Linked DNA regions of Mus musculus: regions 1, 2, 3 and 5 are each linked to region 4. The links are chromatin contacts, called in public HiCAR-type and promoter capture Hi-C maps. All regions are on one chromosome and are shown on one strand. The core of a region is the stretch at or near the end of the contact, and the rest is flanking DNA. Distances in the headings are between cores, read along the strand shown. Region 1 holds the start of E030030I06Rik (RIKEN cDNA E030030I06 gene). Region 2 holds the start of Arhgap18 (Rho GTPase activating protein 18). Region 3 holds the start of Hbs1l (Hbs1-like (S. cerevisiae)). Region 4 holds the start of Stx7 (syntaxin 7). Region 5 holds the start of Myb (myeloblastosis oncogene).

The links. Promoter capture Hi-C pulls out the DNA fragments that hold promoters and counts their contacts. HiCAR-type assays count read pairs that join an accessible place to other places.
Region 1: a contact with region 4 is called in a promoter capture Hi-C map of embryonic stem cells, with 20 times the contacts expected there. The contact joins the promoter of E030030I06Rik here to the promoter of Stx7 in region 4. A contact is called at or near these places in 2 of 39 promoter capture datasets (embryonic stem cells and hippocampal neurons) and 1 of 115 datasets of contacts at active chromatin or transcription factors (astrocytes).
Region 2: a contact with region 4 is called in a promoter capture Hi-C map of pre-B cells, with 2.7 times the contacts expected there. The contact joins the promoter of Arhgap18 here to the promoter of Stx7 in region 4. A contact is called at or near these places in 2 of 39 promoter capture datasets (liver and pre-B cells) and 1 of 484 Hi-C or Micro-C datasets (pre-B cells).
Region 3: a HiCAR-type map of astrocytes shows a contact between it and region 4, with 7 times the contacts expected there. The contact joins the promoter of Hbs1l here to the promoter of Stx7 in region 4. A contact is called at or near these places in 1 of 39 promoter capture datasets (hippocampal neurons) and 1 of 115 datasets of contacts at active chromatin or transcription factors (astrocytes).
Region 5: a contact with region 4 is called in a promoter capture Hi-C map of liver, with 2.7 times the contacts expected there. The contact joins the promoter of Myb here to the promoter of Stx7 in region 4. A contact is called at or near these places in 2 of 39 promoter capture datasets (hippocampal neurons and liver).

The regions. Positions count from the first base shown.
Region 1 is chr10:22,145,010-22,150,519 of GRCm38.p6, reverse strand. E030030I06Rik (RIKEN cDNA E030030I06 gene) reads left to right here and starts at 1,250. Exons shown (of 2, transcript NM_001254745.1): 1 at 1,250-2,031. The coding sequence starts at 1,508.
Region 2 is chr10:26,768,764-26,774,016 of GRCm38.p6, reverse strand. It overlaps Arhgap18 (Rho GTPase activating protein 18), which reads right to left and starts at 1,505. Exons shown (of 15, transcript NM_176837.2): 1 at 1,321-1,505. The coding sequence starts at 1,433.
Region 3 is chr10:21,291,743-21,297,229 of GRCm38.p6, reverse strand. It overlaps Hbs1l (Hbs1-like (S. cerevisiae)), which reads right to left and starts at 1,251. Exons shown (of 18, transcript NM_019702.2): 1 at 1,054-1,251. The coding sequence starts at 1,096.
Region 4 is chr10:24,145,093-24,150,736 of GRCm38.p6, reverse strand. It overlaps Stx7 (syntaxin 7), which reads right to left and starts at 1,448. Exons shown (of 10, transcript NM_001358563.1): 1 at 1,329-1,448.
Region 5 is chr10:21,157,994-21,163,670 of GRCm38.p6, reverse strand. Myb (myeloblastosis oncogene) reads left to right here and starts at 2,687. Exons shown (of 16, transcript NM_001198914.1): 1 at 2,687-2,975. The coding sequence starts at 2,953.

The DNA.
Region 1 (5,510 bases), core at 1-2,500, 2.0 Mb after region 4:
GGTCAAGTCACATTTAGCCAGCGTGGTAAAGCAACAACAACAACAACAAAAGTGGAGGAGGAGAGGGGGCTAGGGACCGCCGCTCCGGTCTGGGTGTGCGTGTGCTGCCCCCTCCGGGAGCCTGGGCTGGACAGGGGCGCCAAGGCCATTGCTCCCGCTACCTATGTGGCCCTCGACCCCCGGGAGAGGCCTGGAGGGTCCTTTATGCAGCTTTTTAGGAAAGCTTTCAAAGGAGCCTGGGGTGTCCCTGCCTTGTCCAGGTGGTGCTATGCTCGCACCCAGTGGGGGTCGCGCCATGTGTTCTTTAATTCCAGGCGGAAGAGCGAGCGGGGGAGGAGGGGTGCGGGGCAGGTAAACGCATGGGGACCTTTCCGGATACGCGGCTGTAGTGGAACAAGGTCCAGACCAGACTAAGGCCGCGGTGGGACGGGAAGGCTCACTCGGTCTTCCCTAAACAACAGAACGGGGATGGGACGCCCGACCGCGCCTGGGACCTAGCCTCCAGCCTTTGGAGAACAGAGCGACTGTCTTGGCTACCAACATTCAGCCGCCAAGGATACCGGGCGGGGGTTCTGAAGTCGCGATACAAGGGAGACCTAACCCTTCTCACACCCGGGAGACCTACGTTTACTGCCCCCACCCCCACCGTCGTAAGGGCGGTTGCTTTTGCACGGGTTGAAAACTTAAGGACCAGTCCCGGTTAGCTAGCAAAGTCCCGAAGTTACTTTTCAGGACAGGACAAGCAAAAGTGTGACGGACCTGCCTTTCCCATACCCTTGCGATCTTTGTGTGTGTGTGTGTGTGTGTGTGTGTGTGCACGCGCGCGCGCGGGAAAGGGAGCAGGACACTTCTCCCCTTCCAGGGCCCCTTGCTCTCCCACCTCTAGTAGCCCCAGCCCTCCCCTACCAGATGGTCTGTCCTCCCTGAGTTTCCACAAGGGAGGTCCTCGGCGATTCGGAGGCAGAATTTCGTCTCCCGCTAAGCTTGCCATACCCCAAAGACCGTTTGTGAGAGCGAGTCTCTTTCAAATGTCTCCCTGTAGAAAAACTGAAAGTAGAAAGGAAGCAATCTCCGAGCAGATGTCTGACCACCCCTACTCGCATACTCGCAGCATTGGGTTACAGGGTCCTAGGAGCCCCAACCCCGCTCTGCGACCCCACATGGGTGAACCCCCGGTGCTTTCACGCCAGTTCCGAACTCCCCCAGGTCGCCCCGTACTCCGCGCGACGAGTCAGGGAGGGCAGCTGAGAACAACGATATAGGTATAAATATTGAGCCGTGACACTGATGCGCCCGGCGCCCCCCTCCCCCGCACTCCGGGCACACTCTGGGCTGCTCCGCACGCCCCCTCTTGTCCCGCTGCGTCCCGCTCGGCGCTCATCCCCAAGGGGCCCCAGCAACCTCTTCCTTTCAAAGACAGCACGAGCCGTGCTGGGGAAGAAAAGTAACTTGGTTTTTCTCCGAGAAACCTGGCCGGATTAGGCAGCCAGGGCGAGTAGAGGGGAGAATGAGGGGAGCTGGTGGAACCCGATGGAAGTCTCCCGGGCAGTCTGATCACACTTTCTCCTTGTCCTCCGGTCTCCTCCTCCTAGGTGCAGAGATTGTGGGCAGACTACGTAATCGCTGCGGAGGGGGAAGAGGAGGGATCTCCGGCGGCGGCGGCAGGGCGCGGAGACTCAGCTGGGCGGAGTTTCGCGGCTGCGCCCGGCTTGCGCCCGCGGGCGAGAAGGTCGGTCCGTCTAGCCCGGGGGCCCCCGAGGCGTGTAAGTCAGAGAGTACGCACCCCGGTTCCTCTGTGCCGCACCGACAGCCTGCAGCCAGCAAGGAGAAGGACAGCCTGGGTGGCGCCGATCAGAGTACGAGTGCTTGGCAGAGATCGGCGAAGGCCCCCGACCTGAAGAATGGCGGCCGCTTCCTGATTCCGAAGCGCCAGCGAGTACAGACCAGTGAGGAGGACTTGCGGCTCTCCACCGTCCGTGAGGTGGCGGTGCTGAGGCACCTGGAGACCTTAGAGCAACCCTACGTGGTCAGGTGAGCCTGGAGCCCTGGCTATGGGGTCCGGGAATGTGCTGGGCAAGGGGCGGCTGGTTGCCCAACTAAAGTTAAGAGTTGAGTTTCCTCAGATAAAACCGGTGACCCTGCTAGACAGGCAGAAAAAGAGACCTGCGGTGGCTCCCCTCCCCCTCCCACACCGCTCTGCGTGCCCCAAGGGGTCTGGGGGCTTTGGGTGTCTTTTAGGGACAAAACCAGACAACCCCAAGCCCTCTAGGACTCAGTCTACAGAATCTTCCTGGGCTGGGTGTTAGTTTTGTTTTTTGGTTTTTTTTTTTTTTCTGTTTGTTTGTCTTTTGGTTTTTTGGGGTTTTTTTTTTTTTTTTTGGTTTTTTGTTTGTTTGTTTGTTTGTTGTTGTTTTTCGAGACAGGGTTTCTCTGTGTATCCCTGGCTGTCCTGGAACTTACTCTGTAGACCAGGCTGGCCTAGAATTCAGAAATCCGCCTGCCTCTGCCTACCAAGTGCTGGGATTAAAGGCGTGCGCCACCACGCCCGGCTCCAATATAGTTAGACTTATAAGTACATTTTTACTTTTTTTTACTACATTTTAATTTTAATTACTACATAAATAAGTAAAAAGCCAATGTAAATAAAGGCCCCCATTGTGCCTATGCTTTAGTTGGGTGGCAAGGGTACATGGGGTGCAACAGCAAAAGATAATGAGACGAGGGAGAATGAGTCTTCTAGAAAGTCAGGTTTTACTAAAAGTGGATTACCATCTGTGTGTCTGTCTGTCTGTCTGTCTGTGTCTTGCACTTCAGAGAGGTCTGTGATCCTGAAAGTTGCTTGCTGGCTTTGAGTCACTCACTACCCTAGAGGATCACTACAGCTGTAGCAAAGGATGAATTTCAACATTAGAATTTAGTATCAAATTTCGTTTGTCTGTTACCTGTGGGGTGTCCAGATAAAAGGTAACAGTCATGTATGTAAATACAAAGTAGCATTCTTCCAAACAAACACCCTTGTATAACCAATCATTGAGTGCAGGTCAATACAAGTCCCTCTAACAGAAGAGTTTTGGCTAGCTGGCTCACCCTGTTCTCCTGTTTTATCCTCTTGTGTCTGGTGTGTCTCTAGATGGTTTTTAGTTGATCCCACAGTAGGAATTTGAATTGTGAATTCAGGAGCATCTGCTTATATGCAAAAAGAAGATGCGCTTTCTAAATTTATTTTACCTCGTTTGACACCTGCCTACTTAGAGTTGTGAGGATAAAGCAAGAGCATAGGTGAAAATCCTCTAAATTTAAAGCCACTTCGGGCACTGGATATGTCAGAGTTTATCAGATCCTTGGCCTAGAACAGGTCCCCGGGAAGGCATAATTCTCCGTCTGACATTTTTACAGAACAAATCAGATTCCTGTTTAGACACAGCAAGACTTGTGTAAGTCCAGCTTGGTGAGTTTTATCATATATATATATATATATATGAATATGGAAGAGGGCTTATGTACAGAGGCAGAAGACCTGTGTCATCGAAGCCCACCCCAGCATGGGTGACAGCTCACAAGGCTGATACCCTAGAGCATACTGTACACTTGCAGTCAGCTCACCGGATTGGAGATTGAGCCTTCCAGGAACCTCCGTTGGTTTCAGACTCTACCAAGCAGCTAGGCTGGTTTCTGCGTTTTGTCTGCTCTGAGTCATTTGCTGATGTGACTCTGCTCTCCTGAGAGGGACACTCATCTCTTACTTGCTTATATGGCAAGGAGGAGCCTAGTGAATCTGCTTAGTTTCAGGGACTTCCTGAAACCCTATTCTGAATTGTTTACTTTCCTGCTTAAGGAGCTTCCTGTCAGATGGGATGTTTTAATCTTGGAGGAGACTGTTACACAGCAGGGACCAAGAAGCTACTTGGGCACCCATACCCTGAATTTGTTAGCAAAGAAAATTGATTGACTATGCGATGAGATTAGTGAAATGACCCTGTGTTTAACTAATAGCATCATCCTCACAAGCCGCCACCTCTGTCACCTTTGGTTTTCTTCCTAGTTTTTTCCACTACCCATCCGCCACTCCTGCACCCAACGACATATGTGGCTAAACTAGAAATTCTTACTGTAGAGGTTTGTGTTTTTAGGGACAGTCTTAGGAAATCAAAGATAAGCAACAGTTCTTTCCCTTCCAAGGGAGAATGTCAAAACTGAGCCCCTGAACCTGTAATTTGTTGTCTTTCCTGGGGCAAGTGTTATTCATAAGCCCAGGTTTTTAAAGATTGCTTAAAAGGGCAGATGCTTTTTTAAGTGCCTTCCAGCCATAAGTAATTGATCATAATTACAGTCCCTACCCACGTGTAGTTAAGCCTCTAAGCTTGAAGGAGCACAATAAACATATTAGTTTTTTCAAAGTTTTAAGACTTAATTTAGATGGATTTACCAGAAAGAGAGACTTGTTTTTGTTGGTGTGAACCTCCGCCCCCCCCCCCCCCCAAGTTTGCAAAGCACCACTGACTTCACATTCTTTCTTACCTGGTGCGTCCCAGGCTTGATGAGCCAATAATGTCCTGCACACAGACTTGCTCTGGTTTATAGTTCGTAATCTTGAATTCTGGAGCCTTTGTCAGAATAAGACTGTACGGCCAGAGTGTTCCCCTTCCACAGGTGAGTTCTGTCATCACCTGAACCAAGACACAGAGATGGAGTAAAACTTGTTTTATCAGCAGTTTGTGCACCAAGTATATATTGAGGGCCTACCATGTGCTTGACAGCTTCTAGAAAAAAGACACAGGGCAGGGAAGTGAATGAGTCAGAGGGAATTCCTAAGCTTCTGAACTGTCTCTTGTTTGTTTTTGTTTTTTGTTTTGTTTTGTTTTGTTTTATTTTGTTTTGTTTTGTTTTTATCTGAGACAAGGTTACTCTGCGTAGCTCTGGTTGTCCTGAAACTCTGTCTGTAGACAAGGCTCTAACTCAGAGATCTGCCTGCCTCTGCTGCCAAGTGCCAAGATTAAAGGTGTGCACTACTACTGGCTAGCTTGCTGGCTTCCTTCTTTCCTTCCTTCTTTCCATTCTTTTTTAAAAATCACCTCTTTTAAAATGTATTTGTCTAAGCAAGGCATGGTGGTGCATGCTTGTAATACCAGAACTCGGGGGCCAGGAGAGGCAGGAGGTCAGGGTCATTCCAGCTGCTTGGCAAGTTCGAATCCAGCATGAGCTTCAGGAGACCATCTCCTCTTTATTTCAGTTATTACTTCCCTCAGTTATCCTGCCCAGCTTTACAAAGCCGCGCTTATGCTTGTGACAGTTTAATTACAGGAATTTGCTGATTGGGTAGATGAGACACGCAGAACACTTGTCAGAGTCACTCAATATATACAGTTAAATTTTCCCTTGCGGACACACAAGTTGACCTCTATAAAAAGGCCTTGACGAGTCACTAACATGTGCGAAAACTTGAGTTCCATTTATTTCAACGAGTGTTGAGGAAAGACCTCTTTTCTAAAAACTAGTTGTAGGAAAGACAC
Region 2 (5,253 bases), core at 256-2,755, 2.6 Mb before region 4:
TCAGTCCTCAAGCCCACCCAGCCTGAAGCCAGTGACAAATGAAGAACTTGGGAGCTCACAGTTTGGGCTATTTTAACTGTCAGAAGGAAGACAAGCTAGGGCTGCTTACTGTTGGTTTGCTGTTGCTGGCTGCTTGCTGCTAAAAGATGAATATTTTACTGTCCTGCAGAAGCATGCATGGAAACGCTTGATAAATCTCAAAGGAAACAAAATGGTTACATGTGTAGCCCCAAAGCAACCACTCCCTTTGAACTTTGGAAATGAGTTTATCCAATGGCCTCCATACAGAGGGCAACAAGTAAGAAGCAAAGTTCCCCAGGCAAGGTCTAACCTTTCCTTTGATTTTTCACACGCCCCACGCGGTTAAGGATTTGGGAAACCAATGAAAGAAGGCATTCTTTTCTTTGGAAGGCACAGGCGTGAAGTACCCAGGAACAATAAAGTGTTCATTATCACCTTTAATATCAAGATGGAATTGGACTTACTGATAACTTTTTTTTTTCAATCTTCCAGGCCAATGTTTGCAATTTCTATCTAAGACTGGAGATTACTGGTTTCAGCTAGGGAGAAGGTCATTAAGGCGAGAAAGGAAGAGGCAGGGGAAAAACCAACCTTGAAAAACAGAACAAAGTACACAGAGAGGCAGAGAGGACTCTGCGACTCAATGGTCTATAGAACGTTTGCCCTATCTGCCTATAAAGTGATTTTACATTAACCACGCTCCTTCTACCAACAGAGTACTTACTGCCTGCTGACAAAAACTCCCCTTTGAAATCCCAAGAGTGCAGGGAGGGGTGTGTTTGGCTGTGCGAGTAATCTACACACACTGAAGAATGCGAACAGCACAGCCACAGGCCACTGACTTGGGCATTTTGCCCAAGCGGTCTGCTTTCAGAGAGAGGAGGAGGGTGCCACTCTCAAAACAGCAAGAAGAGTGACCAGCCTCCCTGCTATTTGGCAGACTTTCCCAGCTAACAGTTCCAGCGGCGTTTTGAGCCCATTCAAGAATTCCATCTCCCAGAGAGTGTTTCCGATACAGTCATTTGATCAGTCAGTATTTGCACATGCACCTGCTAAGCAACTGGTCGGAGCGCCACAGAGTCACCTCCCACACACCCCCGCCCCCGACTCCCCCCATCCTCCACTGGTAACCAGAAGGGCTCTTGCACTCGAGTAAATGAGATGCAAAGAACTAGCCAACCGCCTATGTTGCAGCGTCAGGTCAGGCTTCAAGTACAGAGGTGATTCTCTCCGCTCTTGACAACTTCCCTGTCACTTTGTTCCTTGGGCAGGTAGAGGGTTTTTGTTTTTCCTCCTTACCTGGAGGTGGCTTCGTCGCCTCCCTTTACATGGCTGTCCCCAGCGACCTGGTCCTTGCCGCTGGGGTGGTAAGCAGTTAGCACAACTCCCGAGGAACTCGATAGCCAGTTCATGGTGAGAGAAGGGGCATAATTTCTGGGATTCTGACACAGAGGGGAATGAAGTTCCTGTCTCGCCTGACCAACTTGCTCATTAGCAAGGGCCAGCCCCTCCCCTGTCCGGGCCAGCGATTCACAGGGAGAGAGGCGTGGCCTCTCCCGCAGAGCTTCCTGGCCCTGCAGTTACAGGCTGTGTGTGACTCACAGCTTTGTTTAAACCCGGCAATCCCAGGCTGCAGCAGCCGCCGCTGCAGCAGCAGCAGTTGTTAAGGGGGCCTGAGGAAACCGTGGTTAGGACAGAGTCTTTTCCCTTCCCCATGTGTTACTACTACCTGATTATTTCTGCTGCTTCGCATCACTCAAGGAAGGCATTCCTTAACCCCTTCAGGCATTCGACATTCACCACAGCCAAACCAAGAAGCCCAATCAAAGGTCACAATGCCATCTGGCCCACCAGAAAGGCTTTGCTTTCCGCTACAAAATATACTGTGTTATTGTGTGCCCTGCAATATCAAGCACACCTTTTTTTTTTTTTTTTTTTTTTTTTTTTTTTTTTTTTTTTTTTAATCAAACACTATTTGGGAAAAATAAACTTTAAACTGTCTACCTAATGCCTGTTAAAAGTTAACAGTCAGCTGGGCTTGGTAGCGCAGGCCTTTAATCCCAGCAGAGGCAGGCAGATTTTTGAGTTCGAGGCCAGCCTGGTCTACAGAGTTTTAGGACAGCCAGGGCTATACAGAGAAACCCTGTCTCGAAAAACCAAAAAAAAAAAAAAAAAGTTAATAGTCAAAATAAGAAGTTCCAACATTTGCTGAGAACCTATTACTTTCCAGTGGTGGGGTTGGGGGTATGCCCAAGAATACTCCAGCTTGTGCCAGACACAGATACACACACACACACACACACACACACACACACACACACACACAGAGAGAGAGAGAGAGAGAGAGAGAGAGAGAGAGAGAGAGAGAGAATATTATTAGAAAGAGTATAGCCAGTGGACAGGTGAAATATCTTGACCAAAATAAGATAGTAAGTGCCAGGAGATGCCCACCTAGATACCGCCTTGTTTAGTCAACTGAAAAAAGCAAGTTCAAACATCAGTTTTAAAAAATCATTTTCTGGGTTTCCTAGTCCTAAAAATTAAAAACAAAAATTCTTGCTCTTTGATATATGTGACAATCTCAATTGAAACATTTTGCTTGATATATATTTTATTATTTTACACACACACACACACAGAGACACACACACAACACACATTTAGATGAAATAGCCCTGGCTGGCCTGGAACTTTCTGTGTAGACCAGGCTGGTCTCAAACCATAGATTTTCCTATTTCTGTCCCCAAGTGCTATTCTTAGAACCATACCTTGCTGCTGCTGCTGCTGCTGCTGCTGCTGCTGTTGTTGTTGGGCTGGTTACTGATTTGCATGTTTGTGTGTCCCTCCAAGTGTTTGCTACAAATGTTCTGGTGCCCCAGAGGCTAGGGGAGACTGTCTGATTCCTCAGAGATGGAGTTATAAAGAAGTTGAAAGCTGCCCATCATAGTGCTAGGAACCAAATTCAGGTCATCTGGAAAAATAGCATATGCTTTTAACTACTGAGCCATCTTTCTAGCCCTGACTTTAGCCTTGAACTTGCTACCCAGTTGAGAACATTAAATTTGGGGATTCTCTGGACAAGTATATGCCAGTAGTCCTGCCAATTGCAACTGTGACTGTCAGTCTGTATGGGAGTGGGTGGGGAGACTGAACCCAGGCAAGGAAGCAACCAAAGGGTCTGAATCCCCAGTCACTAACTGAAATTCTTGCTTACCTTTGTGGTCACTCTTGGTTAACCGAGATAAAACTCCTCGATGCTTCTGATTTTGCCATTCTACACATATCTGGTTTATATTTTTCATTATTTAAGACTGAGAGATAACGTCATTCATATTTAAAATACCCATTGTCAGCTGGGTATGGTGATACATACCTTTAATCCCAGCACTGGGAGGCAAAGGCAGGTGCATCCAAGTTCAAGACCAGTCTGGGCCACACAGAGACCCTGTCTCAAAACAAACAAAAATAGACAACAACTACATAATATATCCACTGTCTTACTTGTGAAACATCAAGATCAAAAGCAACAAGGTGAGAAAAGGGTTCACTTGGATTACATATCCACATCAGGGAAACTGAGGCGGGAACTTAAACTGGGCAAGAACCTTGAGACAGGAGCTAATGCAGAGGCTGGGGAGAGTTACTACTTCCTGGCTCGCTCCATCTGATCTATTATAGAACCCAGGGCCACAGCTTAGGGATGGCACTGCCCACAATGGGCTGGGTCCTCCCCCATCAACCGCTGATTAAGAAAACGCCCTGCAGGGTTGCCTGCATTCATATCAAATCGTCTGCAGGCATAATACTGCCTGGAACAGGAGTCACATACAGCTGCCACCGTGTTCGTGCTATAAGTCAAACTAATGTCCTCTGGAAGAGCCATCGGTGCTCAGGACTGCTGAGCTATCATCCTGGCCCTTTCAAATATGTACTTCTTTTCAAAAATGTCTTTTCTGTTATGTCACTGTGAACTCACACACAATGCTCCTTTTAAAAGACACTGCCCAGACTGGAGAGATGGCTTAGCGGTTAAGAGCACTGACTGCTCTTTCCAGAGGCCCTGAGTTCAATTCCCAGCTACCACATGGTGGCTCACAACCATCTGTAATGGGACCTGATGCCCTCTCCTGGTGTGTCTGAAGAGATCGACAGTATACACACATATATAAAAGACCCTGCTCTATATTTCTCTCCCTACAATTAGTTGTCCACTACTTCCATGTCCTCCGCCTAAGGGCTCTCTGCTGTCCTCTCCTCCATACCCTCACTTCCTCAAGCTGGGACTTCCAGGCAGGTGTTAGCTCCATTCTGTTTTATTTTCCAAGACAGGGTTTGGTTTCTCTGAATACTCCTGGCTGTCCTGAAATTCCCTCTGTAGATCTTGCTGGCTTCAGACTCAGAGACCTGCCTGCCTCTTCCTCCTACGTGCTGGAAGTGAAGGTGTGCCCACTCTTGTCACTTTCTCTGAACTCTCTGTCACACTGTAACTGAATGTACCAGCACTACTTCAATGATGTCACCACTTCACAAACCTTCAGTGACGACTCTCAAATGCCCAGGATCCACTGCTATTCTTGCTTTTTGCCCTGAGTGGGGCTTCTGCCTCACCTACACATCCCTCTCCTCTTGGACACTGTCTTCCTTTGTCTTCCCTTTGGCATCTGACTTCTCATTTTCCCACAGCCCAGGCCTCGGAGGAAATGCTAAATGGAGGAAGAATTAAGTGACTCTGAAGGTTCCTTCCATTTCAACCCAAACCAGTAGCCAAGTGGCTCAAAGGCGCACACAAGCACCACTGAAGTGTGTACCAGTTCAGATAAAATGAAAAAGAAAAAAAAATTACAGAAAGAGACAGCCAGAGGGAAAGTAGATTAGAGCTTCTGCTTTTAAATGACCTTGTATGGGAAAATGGTGAAGGGTCCCCTCCACCCTCCTGCCATCTTTGCTTAAAGGTAACTGCTCTTCAATGCCTTATGTTTTAGAACTTCTTATAGTTCTTGTGTCTTCTCTGTTTCACCCCTCCTTATGTTCCCCTCCCTGGGCCTCCTTTTATATCTGATTCATTTCTTTTCTATTCTCTCTCCTTCCTGTATTGAATCTTCAGTCTCTGGGTACTATGCAGGGGACAAAGTCAGTGCTCATGAGTCAATTGATAATGACAGATGTTGTTCACTAGAAACCAAAACAATAATTAGGTCATATCTCTACCTAATTATAGTATCTTCACTTATT
Region 3 (5,487 bases), core at 2-2,501, 2.9 Mb after region 4:
TTTCACAGCTACACAATCTCTTCCAGACTAAAGTCATTTCTTAGTGGTAGTGGTCCACCAGGCCTTTTATACAGACACTATGTATTCTTACAGTGAATGCCTGCCAAGTAAGATATTCCAGGCAGACTGGGTCAAAGTCTCCAGATGCAGCCCAGGTTGTTGGTTGGTCAAACCTGTTGAGGACACTGAAGCTCACAATCCCCCCAAAGGGGGTGTTAATAACAACCGCCTGCGTAAACATTGCATCTTCTCCATTTTAAAAAGCAGCAGGTCTTTAGGATTCTTGCATCACTTTACATTTGTGTTTATTTTTAGCTTCTGTGATGCTAAATGATGCTTATTATCATCCACTCAATGCCAACAAACTGCGAGTCCCTTTTTCATGACCTCCCCGCTGGTGTTATTTTTCCATTTCCTTTTTAAAATCAATCTACATTAAGCACTGTTTGCCAATAACTGAATTTATACACCTGAACATCAGCAAATCGACCCAATTTCTTGAGCCCTTTTAAACAAGAATCTTTTCTGTTTCTCACGTCCCCAGTTTTGAAATCCGTTGGAAAAAAATGGAGCAGTCAAAAACGCAGGGACACGGGGACAACGAAATAAATCTGACGTTTGTAGTAGGCCGGCCGCAGGTAAGCGCTAAGCCAGCCTCTTTTCTAACTACGGCCTCGTGGGCTTGTCTGAAGGAGGGCTTATGAGACAGACGTCAGGAACTCATTGCGGGATCCCCGCAGGAAACAGGGAAAGAAGAGGTGACGCTTGGATACGAACAGCATCGGATCCCGACCTCGCCACACCTATGGGCCCTGGAGATGCTACACCCCTGCCCGGTCGGTGAACTAGCTCAGCTAGGAGGCAGACAACACGCCGGCTTCCTCCCCGGGTGTTCCTCTCAGGTCCTGCTCGCTCTCCGCCCGCTCCCTCTCCGCCGAAGATCCCATTGCGAGCGTGGCTCCGGGGTCCATGCTCGATTCCAGGGAGATGTAAAGCGGCCATGGAGACAGCTGGAAGAGCTAAGGTCACGGCCGGCGCGGCCTTACCACCCACCTTCATCGTAGTTATATCCCCGGACGTTCCGATGCCGGGCCATCGCGCACAGACGGCGCCTGCCGCCGTCCCTTCCAGAAAAACTCGGCTCAGAAACCGACGAGGCGCAGACCGCGGGCGGAACACCTCTGCCGCGCCATCTTGTCTTCCGCCAGGCCTCTGCGCCGAGCGTCCGCGCATGCGCGACGTCATACCTGCGCACTTGGCGACGGCAAGCTCTCGGGGTCACTGCGGGCCTCCCGGGAACGCGTGCGCGCTCGCGAACTGGCGGGGGGGGGGGGGGGGCGAGGTCCCGCCCACAAGCGAATTGACTGACGTGGACTTCAAGGCCAGAAATGAAGCAACCAGAGGGTTGTTGAGCGGGATCCTTCACCTACACCGGTTTTCAGGATTATTTCCCAACTTTGGTTTTTGATCATCTGAAAAGCTGCCTATTTCGCTCAGTAAAAACAAGGACTTTGTTTCAGCTTTTAAGCCTTAGTAAACACTATAGGCAATCAATAAACGTGTAAATTTGGCATAATAATTAGTCCAAGCTGTAGAGGGAACTTTTTGAATGAGTAATTTTAGCTTTGAAATGTAGCCACACTGGGTCAATATGCTTCGCATGTAACTCATGGCTTCAGGTATGGGCTCCATATTAAATTCATTAACAGCTCTGGTAAACAACTGTCTGACCTTAGCTTTGTAAAATATTTCATTAGCACGAATTAATTAAGAAGGAAGCCTTAGACATTGATTGAATACATAAATATGTGAACTTGCTAAGGGTGTTTAGTACAGCTTTTCAGACACAGAACTAGCCTTGGGTGCTTATGATGTAATAATAACACATAAATCTATAACCTGTTATTAAACATCCTTGTTTCATACAACATAAGGCTAATAATGCTGTGTAAAAAACATCAACCTTATTATCACACTGAACAAACCATTTTATTGTAGCTTGTGCTTTCAATGCCAAGACCTGGAATCAAAGGCGAATGTCTAACACCACCTTACTCAGCTTTTCTAATCCACAACAATGAGGATAACACAAATTAAATCCATATTTGTAAAGGGCTCAGATTTGAGTTCTGACTGACTACCCAATGGTGTTCTTAACTCACAATGTTTCATATGGCTCCAAGGCAAAACTTTATAGACAAAAAAAAAAAAAAGTAGATGCTAATTTTATGATTTTTAAGTGTTTTATTTTATACCTTTAAATAATTTCCACATTGCAGCCTATTTCTTTGTAAGTGAAGATATTATCTTATACATTATCAAATTCATAAATAATATTTGCCCATGTAAGAGGACTTAGCACAGGACATTAAGTGCTAAAGAGTACTAAATGTGCTGGACCTGGTGGCTCAATTCCTTTAATCTTGGTACTCTGTAGACAGGGACAGGAGGACCAGGAATTCAAGGTCATCCTTGGCTACACAGGGAGTTCCAGGCCAACCAGCACTGTTGAGACCCTGTCTCAACGTCACGTACATAAAACTTAAAAACCAGGGTCAGCTTCTATCCCACTGTAAACGTGAATGCTGTTAATTACAAGTCACTGATGCGGCTATTGAAGTAAATGAGTTATAAACCGACCACATAACTAGTAGGGTGAATAAGAAAACAATCCTGCCTCAGACATGACACATAACTTGGGTGTGTGGACCAGTCTGTTCTGTATTGATTCCTGAAAATGGTATATTATTTACACTTGTTAGTTTCCCTGGCAAGGTGACATAACTCAGAGTCACCTGGAAATTGCCTCATCAGAATTGTCCTGTGAGGCAATGTCTTGATTGATTGATGCAAAGAGTTTCCAGTCTGCTCTACAGGGCAACCTCCTTAGTAGTGGGGCCTGGGCTGTAAGAGAAAGCAAGCCAAGCATGAGCAGAAGAGCGGGCCTGTAAGCAGTTGCACCTGTAGTTCCTGCTTCAGTCTCTGCTTCAGTTTCTACCTTGATGTCCCTCAGTGATGGATTGTAACTTGAAAGTGTGGGGCTGGTGAGACGACTGATGAGTTAAGAGCACTGACTGTTCTTCCGGAGGTCCTGAGTTCAATTCCCAGCAACCACATGGTGGCTCACTACCATCTCTAATGGGATCTTATGCCCTCTTCTGGTGTGTCTGAAGACAGTGACAGTGTACCCATATACATTAAATAAATAAATCTTAAAACAAAACAAAACAAAAACAAAAACCAACAAACAAACAACCTTGGAAGTGTAAGCCAAATAAACCCTTTCCTCCCATAGTTGTTTTTTTGGTTTTGGTTTTTGTTTTTGTGGGTTTTTTTTGGTCAGAGTCTTTTAACACACTGTACTGGCTGGTTTTGTATCTACTTGACACAATCTAGAGAGAAAGGAGTCTCAGTTGAAGAAATATGTCCATGAGATCCAGCTGTAAGGCAGTGTTAAGTATTAAGCAGGTGAGAGTCTAGCCCACTGTGGGTGGTGCCATCCCTGGGCTGGTGGTCCTGGGTTCTATAAGAAAGCAAGCTGAGCAAGCCAGGGGAAGCAATCCAGTAAGCAGCATCCCTCCATGGCCTCTGCATCAGCTCCTGCCTCTAGGTTCATACCCTGTATGAGTTCCAGTCCTAGCTCTCTTTTGGTGATGATCAGCAATGTGGAAGTGTAAGCTGAATAAACCCTTTTCCCCCAACTTGCTTCTTGGTCCCGGTGTTTTGCTGCAGCAATAAAACCCTAAGACACACAGCAAAAGATAAAACTTGAAAGCTTCCTGTTGATAGTGGTACTGAGTAACTTTGAAAACCATAAACAGGACATATTTTAGGTCTATAATCTGGAATGTTTGCCCATATGTAAATGCCAGTGAAACCTCCAACCCCAATCAAGACAACATATGTAGACTCTCAAGCATTTCTATACAGAATATAAAAATATGAAAATGTCATGGGATCCTTCTGCTCCCACGGCTCCCTAACAAGGCCTTTGGCAACAGCAGATCAGCTTCTGTCACTAAAACTCCATTCGTATTTTTAAGACCTTCATGTAGAAGAAACCTGACAGTACGTGTTCTTTTTTATATCTTCATTTACTCAACTGTTTTGACATTCAGCCACAGAGGTCGGTCCTTGAATCAACAGCTTATTCCTTTTTCTTTCAGAAAGAATTCCACTGTGTAGAAGTGTAGGAGGAAGTGCCGGCATGACCGGACAGCCAGCCTCCTTGGAGTACTGCACTTCTGAGAAGCACGGCACACCACACACCTAAAGTCAGAACACTGGATTCTCAGGAAGCGTGAATAGCTGGTGTCTGTCCTGTGAAGAGTCTGCACTCTCCGTTTCACCTCTGTGTGCATCTTCTGCAGAGAGACCCTGGTGGTATGAGTGTTTACTATCCAGTCAAGGGTAATGTGCCAACCAATCACAGGACACAGCCCCAGCCCCACCCCCACGCCCTATTTAAGTGGTTGCTTGAGTGCACCAAAGCAGACGCTATTCCTTTAAACTGTCTCCACAGTGGTTTATCTCTGTGCCCTTTAGCAACCCATGGCCATTGCTCTCTTGTGAGGGATGCCCCAGTAATGAAAGCATAGAGAAATCACAATTTGTGTGTCTTCCATTAGTCTATTGAAACCCACTTTAGTTGTTTCCAGTGTTGACTACGACAAATAAGACGCTATGAGTATTCATAACAAATATTTGCATGAAAATAACATCTATCTTCCCTGAGTAAATACTCGACCACAGAATGGTTAAACGAGGTGATTATCATTTACCTTCTGGGAAAAGAGTGGCAGTGGGAAGGATAGAGTCCAATGGTTGAACACTTGCCTCACATACAAAAAGCACAGCTACGCGCCTAGCACTGTAAACGGAAGAGAACAGAAAGTACCCAACAGTTTCCAAAAGTGGCTGGACGATTTTACACAACCCTGAGTGACGGAGCTGCATCGGCCTTCCATAGCTTCTCACCGTTTGAAGATAAGCTTGATTTTCTGATGAGCTCTTCAACAAAGTGTCTGTTTGACTCTTTTGCCTTATAATGAGGTGTTTGTTTTCTTATCTCTGAGTCTGGAGAACATTTTTGACATTCATAATACAATTCCTCTGTATAACCCAGATGTACAATTTAACAATATCTCTCCCAGTGTGTGACTCATTGTTGCATTTCTTCTTGATACTTGGGGGGGGGGGGTCTTGAGGTTGCTAGGCAACCACTGTACCCCCCCCCCAGCATCCTCAACCATTTTTATTCTTTTAATGATGTCTTTTTAAATATTTTTTTTGTTTTGATCAATTCGCATTTACTCGTTTTTGGGGTTCCATGGATTGTGCTATTGATTTTCCATCTAAGAAATCTTCACCAGAACAAAAGTCACATTTTCTCCAGGTCTGTGGTTCACAGTTTCTGGCTTCACATTTAGGGTTATTGTATATTTTCATTTGAGTGTTGTGTGTGGTAAAGATTTAGAGCACAGGCCA
Region 4 (5,644 bases), core at 199-2,698:
AATCTTCCATATGAGTATTCGGTCCACAAGTGCATCTTTGCCCAGCTCCTTCATCAATCCAAACGCTACACTGTTTGGTTTCAGCTTAATTAACCAAGATTTTTTTTCCTCCACAGTTTCACACATTAATATTTCAAGTTACACTGAACCAGAGAAAAATCCACACAGACTTAACTGTGGGAGTTTTATCTAGCAGTACTAGTAGACATAGAGGTAATATTTCCCTGCAGTACTGGGGACTGAACCAGGGCCTTGTGCACACACCATTTAGTGGCATATAGCTCAACATAATTATTCATAATTTTCCACCAGCAGCGTATGGATGAACTTGGGATAATAATCAGAATTAGAAACGACTGTTAATCAGGAGCAGCATAAGAAGTGAGCTAGCTGAAGGAAAAGAACCCAGAGGTCAGTGAGTTAATACTGTGTTCTATTAACTTCCCCAGACACTGGGAAACTACAGCCTCGTTCTTAACTAGTCACAAGCCTGGGGGCCAACTTCGAAAGCAGCTTGCAAAGCCGAAGACCCATCGGCACCACAAGGCACAATTTAACAGTGTTATCAATCTCTGTTCACTGCGGCTCAGAGTACACCTAAAAGAAATGCCTACCTCCAACAGGACCAAACCAGTGTTTCACAGTTAATTCCTTTTATTTTCCTGATTGTGGAAAACTTGTAAATAATAATTCCTGACAAAATACGAGATCTGACGCAATCAAAAATTGATATATGCATATAAAATGCAAGCAAAATTTTAACAGCTATAAGGAAAAATTAGCATTTGACTGTAAAGCTTCCTTCCTCTTCCCACCCTCGTCCAAGCTTTTTTTTTTTTTTTGGTCTGAATTTAACCTAGAAAACACATATGCGAATTCTCGAAATACCTTGTTACCTTGTTATGTGTCTTGCATAAATCAATTGAAACGAGCACAAGGTAGGTCAAAGAAAGTTAGCTTGTGTGAGTAAGGCCAACAGCCAAGCAAAGGCCCTGGGCCGCGGAACGAACCTGTGGCCAGATGACCAGGGCCCATCGCGTTTCCCTTTCTGTTCTTCGGAGGAGAAGTTGACAGAGAATGGGAACACGGTCGTAGCCTGCCAGGATCTGGCGGTAGTATCCGGTCCCCAAGGCTCCATTGCCGCGCGCCCCGGTGCTCGCACGTCGCGTCCCGGAGTCCGGAGCGGGGCGTGGGAGCCCGAGAGGGAGGCGCCGGCCCTGCGCCCTGGGGAGCCCCGCTCTGCGCACCCCAAAGCAACCACTAGCGAGCTGCAGTTCTGAGGTGTCCCTCCCGCCCCCCTCTCCCCCGCCTCTGCAGTCTCCTCTTACCCTGACCTCGCCGGCTTCCTCGGCCACCTCCAGCCGCTGTCACCCGGGGGCCCACTGCCTGGCGCAGCCGGTCTCAGCTGATGGGCGGCGGCACAAGCACGCCCACTGCGCATGCTCGGGGCACAGCCCCAGGAAGGAGGAGGCGGGGCTTGCGTCTCTCCCATTGGCCAGTGACAGCTGAAGCTTGGAGGGACTGGCAAAATTGCTGGGGAGCCAAGCTCTGATGGGTGACAAAGTGATGTCTATGGGCAACAGAAGAGGAAGCAATACAATAGAGAAGAGCTGGGTTCTTTATTCGGAGGCGCCAGACTCCCTGGACTGAGGGAGCACTCTCAGCTTTTAAAGGTTCTGTTTCCTAACCCTCAGCTCTGTGGTAGACTTGACAACTCCATTTTTAAAATGTCACTGCAAAAATGTCAAGGCAATCCTAGCTAAAGCCCCGGAAGGATAAATGAAAGATAATCTCCTAATGCCCACTTGATAAAGATGTTTTCCTGGCTCATAGTTGGTATCGCATCCTTGAAATACAGGATGTGGTTTTCCCAGGCTTTAAGAGCACACACTGTTCCAACAATAACTCTTCAAGCATGTGACCTCTCGGATGAGAAACATCAGTTGTTCATGTGAAAGAAATACTTTGCCAAATTAATTAGAATAGATTGCCTTGGATTTGCCTATAATTAAGATGGTGTTATTTCTGGAAAGAGCATGAAAACACATGATACCAAAAGTTCGATAGACTTCAAGTGGAGGTAGGGGGAATCCATACTATTGTGAATCAGAACCACAGAGCAAACTGTATGTTGGTTGGTTTTACACCTGCAAGCATACGTAGATGACTTAGGTCAGACTCAAACACAGCGTCTTCTCAGTAGGATCCACCCAGTGGATCAAAGAACATGTACTCATTTAAAGTCATGTGATTCAGCTCGGGCCATGGTGAACTGTTGAGGTTTGCTGTTTTGTCCAGCACTGGAAATTGAACCAAGGTCCTTGGACATGAGAGGCCTTCACTCTGTCCTCTATCTCCAGTGGTTTTTGTTGTTGTTGTTGTTGTTTTTGAAACAAAGTCTACACAGGTTACCCAGATATTAACCTTGAACTCACTCTGTAATCCAGGTAGACCTTGAACTTGCAACCTGCCTCATCGTTCAGAGTACAGACCTGTATCATTGTCCCGGGTTGTTTGTGGTTTTGTTTTGAGGAATGAGGGATCAAACCCAAGGCCTCACATTTCAGGTAGTTGATCTACCCCTGAGTTCTACCTATCATCTCCACTGTGAACTTTTAGAAGTATTAGTCCATCATAGTGACATTGTATGTTTTCCAAGATACAGAGGAAATTCAAGTTTTTCTTTGAAATCTCTCCCTTTTTCAAAATTGTTTTATTTTTAAAAATCATTCTTTGACAAGGCAATAACCTCTAATAGAAAGTCATGTTAGCTGTTAAAGCTACAGAGTCCCTTTTAGAAAATCTGGTTCTGTTTCCTCATAATACAGATTAAGGAACCTGAAACACCAAACACTTCTAAGTCACACAGGTAATTAGGAACAACAAAGCCTTAAGTGTCCTGTCCAGACTCTTGAATCCTTCCTGCCACCGGATCCAGACAACTAATATCTGCTGAGAGTCTATTCTGAAGCAACTATCAAGCCTTGCACTACAGATTTCAAATTGAGTAGAATATGGTGTTTTCCTATCTGGCAGTGGTACCCTCCACATGACACCACATGCTGAGATGGAGATTTATACAGAGCCTAGCGGTAACCCAAAAGATGACTGCCTCGCTGTAGTGTCAGTAGTGGTTTTTGAAGTAAAAACAGGAACGAAATTTTTAAAAGTTATATAAAAGTTTCACTGGAAGACAACATGGAAAGGAACATCTCAGCCAAAGAAGAAGTGTGCATGTTTATTTTCATGTGTATAATTTATAATGTGTAAATGTTTACTTTATTTGGATAAAGCATGTTGCGTGAACTCAAAAGTCAAGACCCTAAAAATGCAAATGAGATTCTTAAAGCAAATAGCCTCTGTCCCACGTTAAATGACTGATGGGAGTTGAGCTACTACAAGATATTGAGGAAAGGTACTAAGTTCTCTTACTCCCTGCCACATAGGAAAGTCTGGGAGAAGAAAATTAAAGGGAAATACTACAAAGAAGAAAGGCAATAATGTAACAATATCATGCCCATAATGTAACAATACCGTGCCCATAATGTAACAATACTATACCCATAATGTAACAATAGCAGGCCTCCATAAAAAACTTCATCAGGGCTGGAGAGGTTGAAGGGCCCCACTAAGGCAAATAAGATGGAGAAGGGGTGAGGTTAATGTGACAAATATTTAAGAAGACTTGTACAACAGCTGGGTATGGAGAGCTAAAGAGAGGATTTGTGACATGGACCTGATATCTAGCGTGCTTTCCATACGCCCTTCCCTACCACTCTTGCTGGAATCTTGGGCTGGGTAGAGAGGGCCCTGGAACTCAGAGACCTCTAGGTTGTCCTACTAGTCACTGGCTATACTGGGGCCAAAGCTGGGCATTCCAAATCAAATTTTGAGATTGCTCCAAGTTGTCATTTTTTAAAAAGTATAATAATTGGATTCCTTCCTAGTCATTTTAATTCAAAGAGAAAAATTAAGTATAATACTCGGCTAAACGTAGAGGCTCAGAGAGTAAATGGATCCCAAAGACATTCCTGACAATTGTAGTACTGTATTTTATTATTTAGTGGCTATTTAATGGCTCAGTAAAGAAATGAGCATGACTTAATTTGATCCAACATTTCTGAATATATTTCATTATGACTGTTTTTATACTTAATATGAAACATATGACATTTTGAGGTTTAAAGAAGCATATAACAAGACAGCAATCTTCAAAGCTGCTAATGTCCTCATGATTGTTCCTAATCCCAGGTAACTCCCTAGGTACCCTTTAAGTAATGTTAGCATATTATCTTAGTTATTTTTCCTGTGACTCTATGAATACTGTGGCAAAAGCAAATTAAAGGAGGGTTTTATTTTGACTCACATTTTTGAGTTACAATCTATCATGACAAAGACGTAGCAGCAGCAGGAACATGAAGCAGCTGGTCACATTATGTCTAGTGGCAGTAGTGGCAAGGACTGTCAAATGCCTGTGCCCTCCTCACTTTCACCTCTCCGGTCCAGGATTTCAGCTTAGGGAATGGTGTTACCCATAGTGGACAGGTCTTCCCACCTCCCTTAATCAAATCAAGACAGTCTCCCACAGGCATGCTCAAAGGCCTATTACAAGGTGATTCTCAATTTCACTAAATTGATAGTTGAGATTAGCCATGGCGTGTATGAACTGGGAATTCCATCTTTAACACATAAACCTTAGGAGACACAGCAAACATAGCTACCTGGTTTTTTTGTTTTTGTTTTTTGTTTTGTCATTACTTTTTAAACAGTTTCCACGGGCCTCTTCTACTTGTCTCATTGTCTATTCCCTGTCTGTTTTAGTAGCAATGAAAGTGGTCAATTCAGTTCTGCTCCATTTTCTTACCACCATAGCAGCTACTCACGCACTGGAAGCCTGACCCCGAAACCAGCACTCCATGACGCTGATTGCCATAAACCCCAAAGTAAGCCACTTCAGGATGGAAATGCCCAGCAGTGAGAGGGTGGAGCTTTAAGAGTAGATGAAAGGGGGGCTGGAGAGGTGGCTCAGCGGTTAAGAGCACTGACTGCTCTTCCAGAGGTCCTGAGTTCAATTCCCCGCAACCACATGGTGGCTCACAACCATCTTCTGTAATAGGATCCAATGCCCTCTTCTGGTGTGTCTGAACACAGCTACAGTGCACTTGCATACATAAAATAAATTAAAAAATAAAAGAGTAGATGAAAGAAGCTGGGACTTGGTCTACAGAGAAATGCTTGAGCAACAGATGACAGTTTGAGGATGAAAGAGCACATTGCACATGCATATGTCAGAGTAGCTCAGTAAAGAAGCAGGTGTGGCTTTATTTGATCCCACATTTCTAAAAATATTCCATTATCAATAATTTTACATTTAATATTGGAGAATACATTTACGCTGGCTAGCTTTATGTCACCTTTAGAAAAGCTGGAGTTGTTTGGGGAAAGGAAACATCAATTGAGAAAACGCCCCCATCAGACTGGATTGAGGGCCAGCCTGTGGGGCATGTCTTTGATTAGTCATTGATGTGGGGAAGGCAGAGCTCACTGTGGATGGTGTCACATCTGGGCTGGTGATACTGGATTGTATTAGGGCGCAGGGTGAGCGAGCCATGAGGAGCAAGGCAGGACACAGCATTGCTCCGTG
Region 5 (5,677 bases), core at 1,438-3,937, 3.0 Mb after region 4:
CAGTATAGCCATCAAACCATAAAACACTTCTTTTTAAGATCTCGTCCTTTACAGAAGCATTCTCTTCCCTGTGCAGTGCATTACAACCCAAAGTTGCATCTATTGCATCCTGCCACAGAGAAAATACCTGACTTAGGAAATTATAAACATAAGTAAATAAAAACTGAGAGTGAGCCGGGCAGTGGTGGCTCACACCTTTAATCCCAGCACTCGGGAGGCAGAGGCAGGCGGATTTCTGAGTTCCAGGCCAGCCTGGTCTACAGAGCGAGTTCCAGGACAGCCAGGGCTACACAGAGAAACTCTGTCTTGAAAAACAAACAAACAAAAATCTGAGAGTGACATAAAACATAGAGTTGTCATCTAAGATGCATTTGCCAAACTTATGAGTGGAAGGAGAAATGTATGAACACAGCTACAATATGCATTCTGAAATATCTTTAGAAATATGTTTTCACCCAGACAGAAATTTTGATAGTGACACAATTATTTTCTTCCGTAGCTTAAGCTAGCAATAGACCACAAATGATAGTAAAATGACTGGGCTGTACTTTTTTTTTTAAATTAGATTATGTCTGTCCTCCACACTTATTACTTTGACACATACGAGGGGGGAATATAAGACTGTATAGCAAAATAACTTGGAGAAATAAGAATATTATGAATTCCCAAGCCATGTACATACCAATGTACAAAACCACTAAAGAAATGATAAGTGTTTTTCTACTTAAAAGTTCTTCCTTTTCTTTTTTAAGAATCATAAAACATAACTGTACCTCTTCAGAACTCTGTGAAGGAGGCTGTGAGATCAATCATCTTAGCAAGGATTCAAGAGGCTCAGGAATGGAAACCCTTCCATTTAGATGCACAGAGTAACACCCAGACAGACTGCTGTCCCTTGAGAGGTGAGTCCTTCCTAGATGTTTGTCATAGACTTGGTAAGTACTTATTGTTAGTGCACAGAAAGTTCATTACAGACTCTACACATAAGTATTGGCTTCAAATGTGTATTAAGTTGCAAGAGACTTGTAACCATGCAGCAGTGTGTCACAGTAACTTTCTGCTTTCTTCTTATTTTAAAGAAACTGTTGTAAACCCTTAGGAGCATGCTCTGAAATGTCTTCATAAAGATTAAACGATATAGCTAATTTTAAGAAGCATCGTTTCAAACACCAGATAAAGTCTTGAAACTCAGCTTGCTTCAACAATTTAATAAAATTATGACTCATTTCAGTAAGAACATGCTTTTTTAGTAAGAAAAAAAAAGCTTTCTGAGCTATGTTTGAACCCCTAAAGCACTTGGGACACTCACACACCCAGTCAGCACAAGTCTTGAACTCCTAAAAGATTAAAGGCAAAATAAATTGGTGTGTATTGAGAATGAAAAGAAAAATCCCCAAGGGTACTGATTTATAAACAGAAGTAACACTGAAAGTCCCCTGAAATCCCCCAATCACCAATCCTTATAAATTCAGCACTTTGCACATCGCTCCTTTGGGAACCTGTAGTTAAAGTTACAGGGATACCTTCGCTGACTTGTGGCTGGTAAACTCTTCAAATTACACCCAACAGGGTCCTTACTGTTTAGCTCAATGGTTCTCAGCCTTCCTTTAAAGGGTCTCAGCTGCGACCCTTTAATACAAGTTTCTCATGTGGTGGCCCCAAACATAAAATTATTTTCATCAGTATTTTATAACTGTAATCTTGCTACTTATGAATCATAATGTAGAGATCAGATATATATCAAACGTACAAGATAACAGTCGAGCAATCCCAAGTGGGTCGGGACCCACAGGTTGAGAACCAGTGGTATGGGTTTGGTTTAAAAAAAAAATGAATCAGGAGTGCACAAGTTCCTGAGAACTGCTAGGGGTTGTTTGTTTGGGATCCAGTAGGTTTGTCCAGCAAGTGTTTGACGCAGGACCCAGGACCCGAGCGCACTCTGCAGAGGCAGAAGTGCGTGGTAGGCACCTCCTAGGGTGGGTGGGCCCGGCGTGTGTCTAAGTGAGGGAGGAAGGGCTTATGACAAAAAGCCGGTGGTGTGTGGGCTGCAGGATCTGGGAGGAGATTGAAAAATGAGCCCGGGGCTCGATCTGTCAAAGGCTGTAGCCACAGGGCTGACTGTATTTAAGTATCCTTTGTCGCTTACCAGTGAATTAAAGATGTCCCTTTAAAATTAAAACATGAAAAACTGGACCTAGTCAAAAATCGTTGGGGGTTGGGGAAGTACGCTCACTCTATTCAACCGATCATCCCTCACACTCTCTGCTCCCGGGTGTGTTGAAGTCGGGGCGCAGTTGAAACCCTGAAGGCAGAAGTGTGTCACCCAACCCCATCGAGGTGCCCTTGAATGGAAGCGCTGCTGATTCGGGCTCGGGAGCCCCGGAGCCTACGGAGAGGAGCGACCGCGTAGCCCCGAAAGCGGTAACAGCGGGACCCGGTGTGAGCCGGCGCCACCCGGCCACGGAGCGGGGTTTGCGCAGGAAAAGGCGCCACCGCGGCCCCGGCCGCCCCTCCCCAGCCCGGGCTCCCCGCCCGCCCGCCGTCCCGGCCGCGCTGCGCGCCAGGAGCAGCTCCGCGGCGCGAGAGGCGAATGGGAGCGGCGGCCAGGCGGGCTGCAGCTCGGGCGACCGCGGAGGCGGCGGGCAGGGCGCGTGCGCACTGCAGGGGCGCCAGATTTGGCGGGAGGGGGAGTGTCCAAACCTCTTTGTTTGATGGCATCTGTTTACAGAGTTACACTTTAATATCAACCTGTTTCCTCCTCCTCCTTCTCCTCCTTCTCCTCCTCCTCCTCGGTGACCTCCTTCTCCTCCCCTTTCTCCGGAGAAACTTCGCCCCGGCGGTGCGGAGCGCCGCTGCGCAGCCGGGGGAGGACGCAGGCAAGGCGGAGGGCAGCGGGAGGCGGCAACCGGTGCGGTCCCCGGGGCTCTTGGCGGAGCCCCGGCCCGCCTCGCCATGGCCCGGAGACCCCGACACAGGTAATGGGGAGGCTGAGAGGGCGGCCTCGGGCTAGGGCGCGCGGGGATCCAGGCATCCCGGAGCAGGTGGGAATGCCTTCCCTGTTGGTTTGCGGGGCTGTCAGCCAGTGGCAGAAGACACTCGGGAGAAGGATGAATGGAAAACTCTGCGAGAAGCGCACGGGTATAGTGGGAAGCATGCCCTGAGGCTCTTTTTTATTTTATTTCCCTTTTTCTTTCTTTTTTCTTTTTCTTTTTGCAAGTTGCTCGGGGATTCGTTTCTCTTTGGGGGGTGGGGTGGGGGGGGGGCTCGGCACTCTTCAGCCGAGGACTGAACGGTTCCATCAGACCCGAGGAGCCCACCAGGTGTTTGGCTTGATGCCCCGAGTGTCGGCGAGGGAGTCGCAGCCTAATTGCTGCATGCATTGAGGTGTGTTTGCACTTGAAGAGCATATGGCAGATATAGGGAAAGGCCGGGTTGTTTAGTAGCTGCAGGTAGTTCATTTAAATTTCATTCATTCATTATGGAGGCGAGAGAGGTGTCAGCTGACAGGCAGGCAGCTGCAAAGATTTTAGGGGGACAAAATGGGTTTGCAGATTGTTTTAAACCCAGCCGTTTGAAGATTCTTGTACTTGTTATGGAAGAAGCTTTTGCAAACACTGCACGCGCCCGCGTCGCACATGTCACCGCACCGGCCGAGATGATGCGTGCACTCTCTTTCCATTTTGGCCCCACCTTCGGGAAGAGGGATCCTCTCGGAACTGTCAGTTGCTGGCGCTCAAGTCCGGCCCGACTCGGGGTTTCCCGAGGACACGCCGGGGCTCCCAGAGAGCAACAGATGCGGGGCTTAGCTCGGTGGCGGTCGCCACTCGGCGCAAAGTGCTGGAGGCAGGCGGCACCCAAGGCAGCTGCAGTGCACCCCGGGCGATGTCGCCGCTCTTCTCCTGGGCCGCGCACACGTGGAAGCAGCTGAGGTCGCCGCTGCTCCCAGCACTCTGCTCCAGCTGCTTTTGGTGGCCCGCCTCTGGCAAAGCCACCGACCGACCGACCCTAAGGAAGATTCGGGGGGGGGGGGGGGAGTCCGCGGAGACACAGTCTATCCGCGCCCGCCTTTCCACTCGTGGTTTGATTTTCGCTAAACAATCTGTTCTCTCTCTTTCTTTCCTTTCTTTCTTTCTTTCTTTCTTTCTTTCTTTCTTTCTTTCTTTCTTTTTTTTTGGGGGGGGGGGGGAGCCATCAGGACCTGGCCATGCAGGGCGCGGGCTCTGGGAAGTTGCAGGAGCGTGGGCGTGGGCCCTGCCGCGCACCCTCGGGATGGGCCAGGCGGGGAGCGGCAACCGCTGGGCATCGGAACAAGAAGGGGGTGAATTGGGGAGACCTTGAATCTTGGCTCCCAGTGCCTGGCCCCGGGCCTGCCGCGCCAGCCTAAGTGCCACCCTTTAAGAGGTTTCGCCTTTCGCTTTTGGGACCTAAACCGCCCGCACCCAGGTCACCTGTTCTGCAGAAAGCTGAAACCTGCAGCAGGAGGAGGGAGTTAGGAAGGGGTGCTCCCAGGAGGTGCGGCCCAAGCTGGCCGCCCCAAGGTTCAGTCGGGGCGTGGCCGCGCAGGTTCCCTGGGGCTCGCAGGTAGCCCGGAGCGGAGGCGGCAGGGAGGGGCGGGAGCCTTGAACTTGACTCAGGGGGAAGAGAAACCCGGCTGCGGGCTCGGAGCCGTTTCTTGCAGGGCTAGCGTCAACTCGGCAGGGATTATTAACCAGGTCAGCGAAATGACTCTGAACCCCTTTTCTAGAATCACGTAGCGGCCACAGGCACTTCCTCCGGTCCCCCTCCCTCTTCCCAACCCCCCAGTGTTCTTTTTCGTTTCTTTGCACGGTTTGTTTCCTTGATAGAATGTAACATTCATAGTTGTACTCTTGTAACCACACCGGCTCTCGCAGGTGGAGCAGTCGAGAGCATCTAGCTTGAAATCAGCCTTTGAAAGTCCTTTGACTGTTGGGTCTGAGATCTTGTCGGAGCAGATAAAGGAAAAGTTATTTCGGGTCCTTTGTCGAAATTAATCATGCTACCGAGGCGACCAGGTCATTTTAGAGCAAGGAAATGGCATGCAGAGCTCAGAGGCAAGCCCCTTGTCAAAGCTGACAGAATCCTGGACTCGCCCAGCTCCCTCTCACAGCCTTTCAAGATCTGCAAGAGTCACACGCCACATTTCACCCCAAGACTTTGGCTTTGCACATCTGCCCAGGGCTTGCTTTTTAAGAGGCACAGAAGACAGTAGAGGCATGCCTCTGGAAAGTACCTTAAACATAGAATCCCCTCCCTAGTGTGTAAGATGGGATCCACGAGAGGGAGGGGGGTTTGTCCAAATCAAACGACTAGGTGCGTGGACAACTAGGGCTGTTAGAACTTTGCTCCTAGACCCCCTGGTCCTGTGTGATCCCAGTTCTCCCTCACCTGACTATTGACTGCCCCCTGTGGGCGACTGAGGGTGATGCTTGTTTTTAGATTAAGTTTTGACCAGAGGAAAATTTGCTTGGAAAATGTCCACAATGCTGAAAGTGACACCTCCAGATCTGGACAAGCCTAACAGGCGAATCTAATGAGAGTTAAATCGGTGGCTCCACTCTCAGGTCCCGTTGGCTTTCTTGGTATCCCTGATACTTCACAAAGGGATGTTTCATCCTGAGAGCTTTCCAAGTTCCTTAACAAAAGGGAATTGTCACCC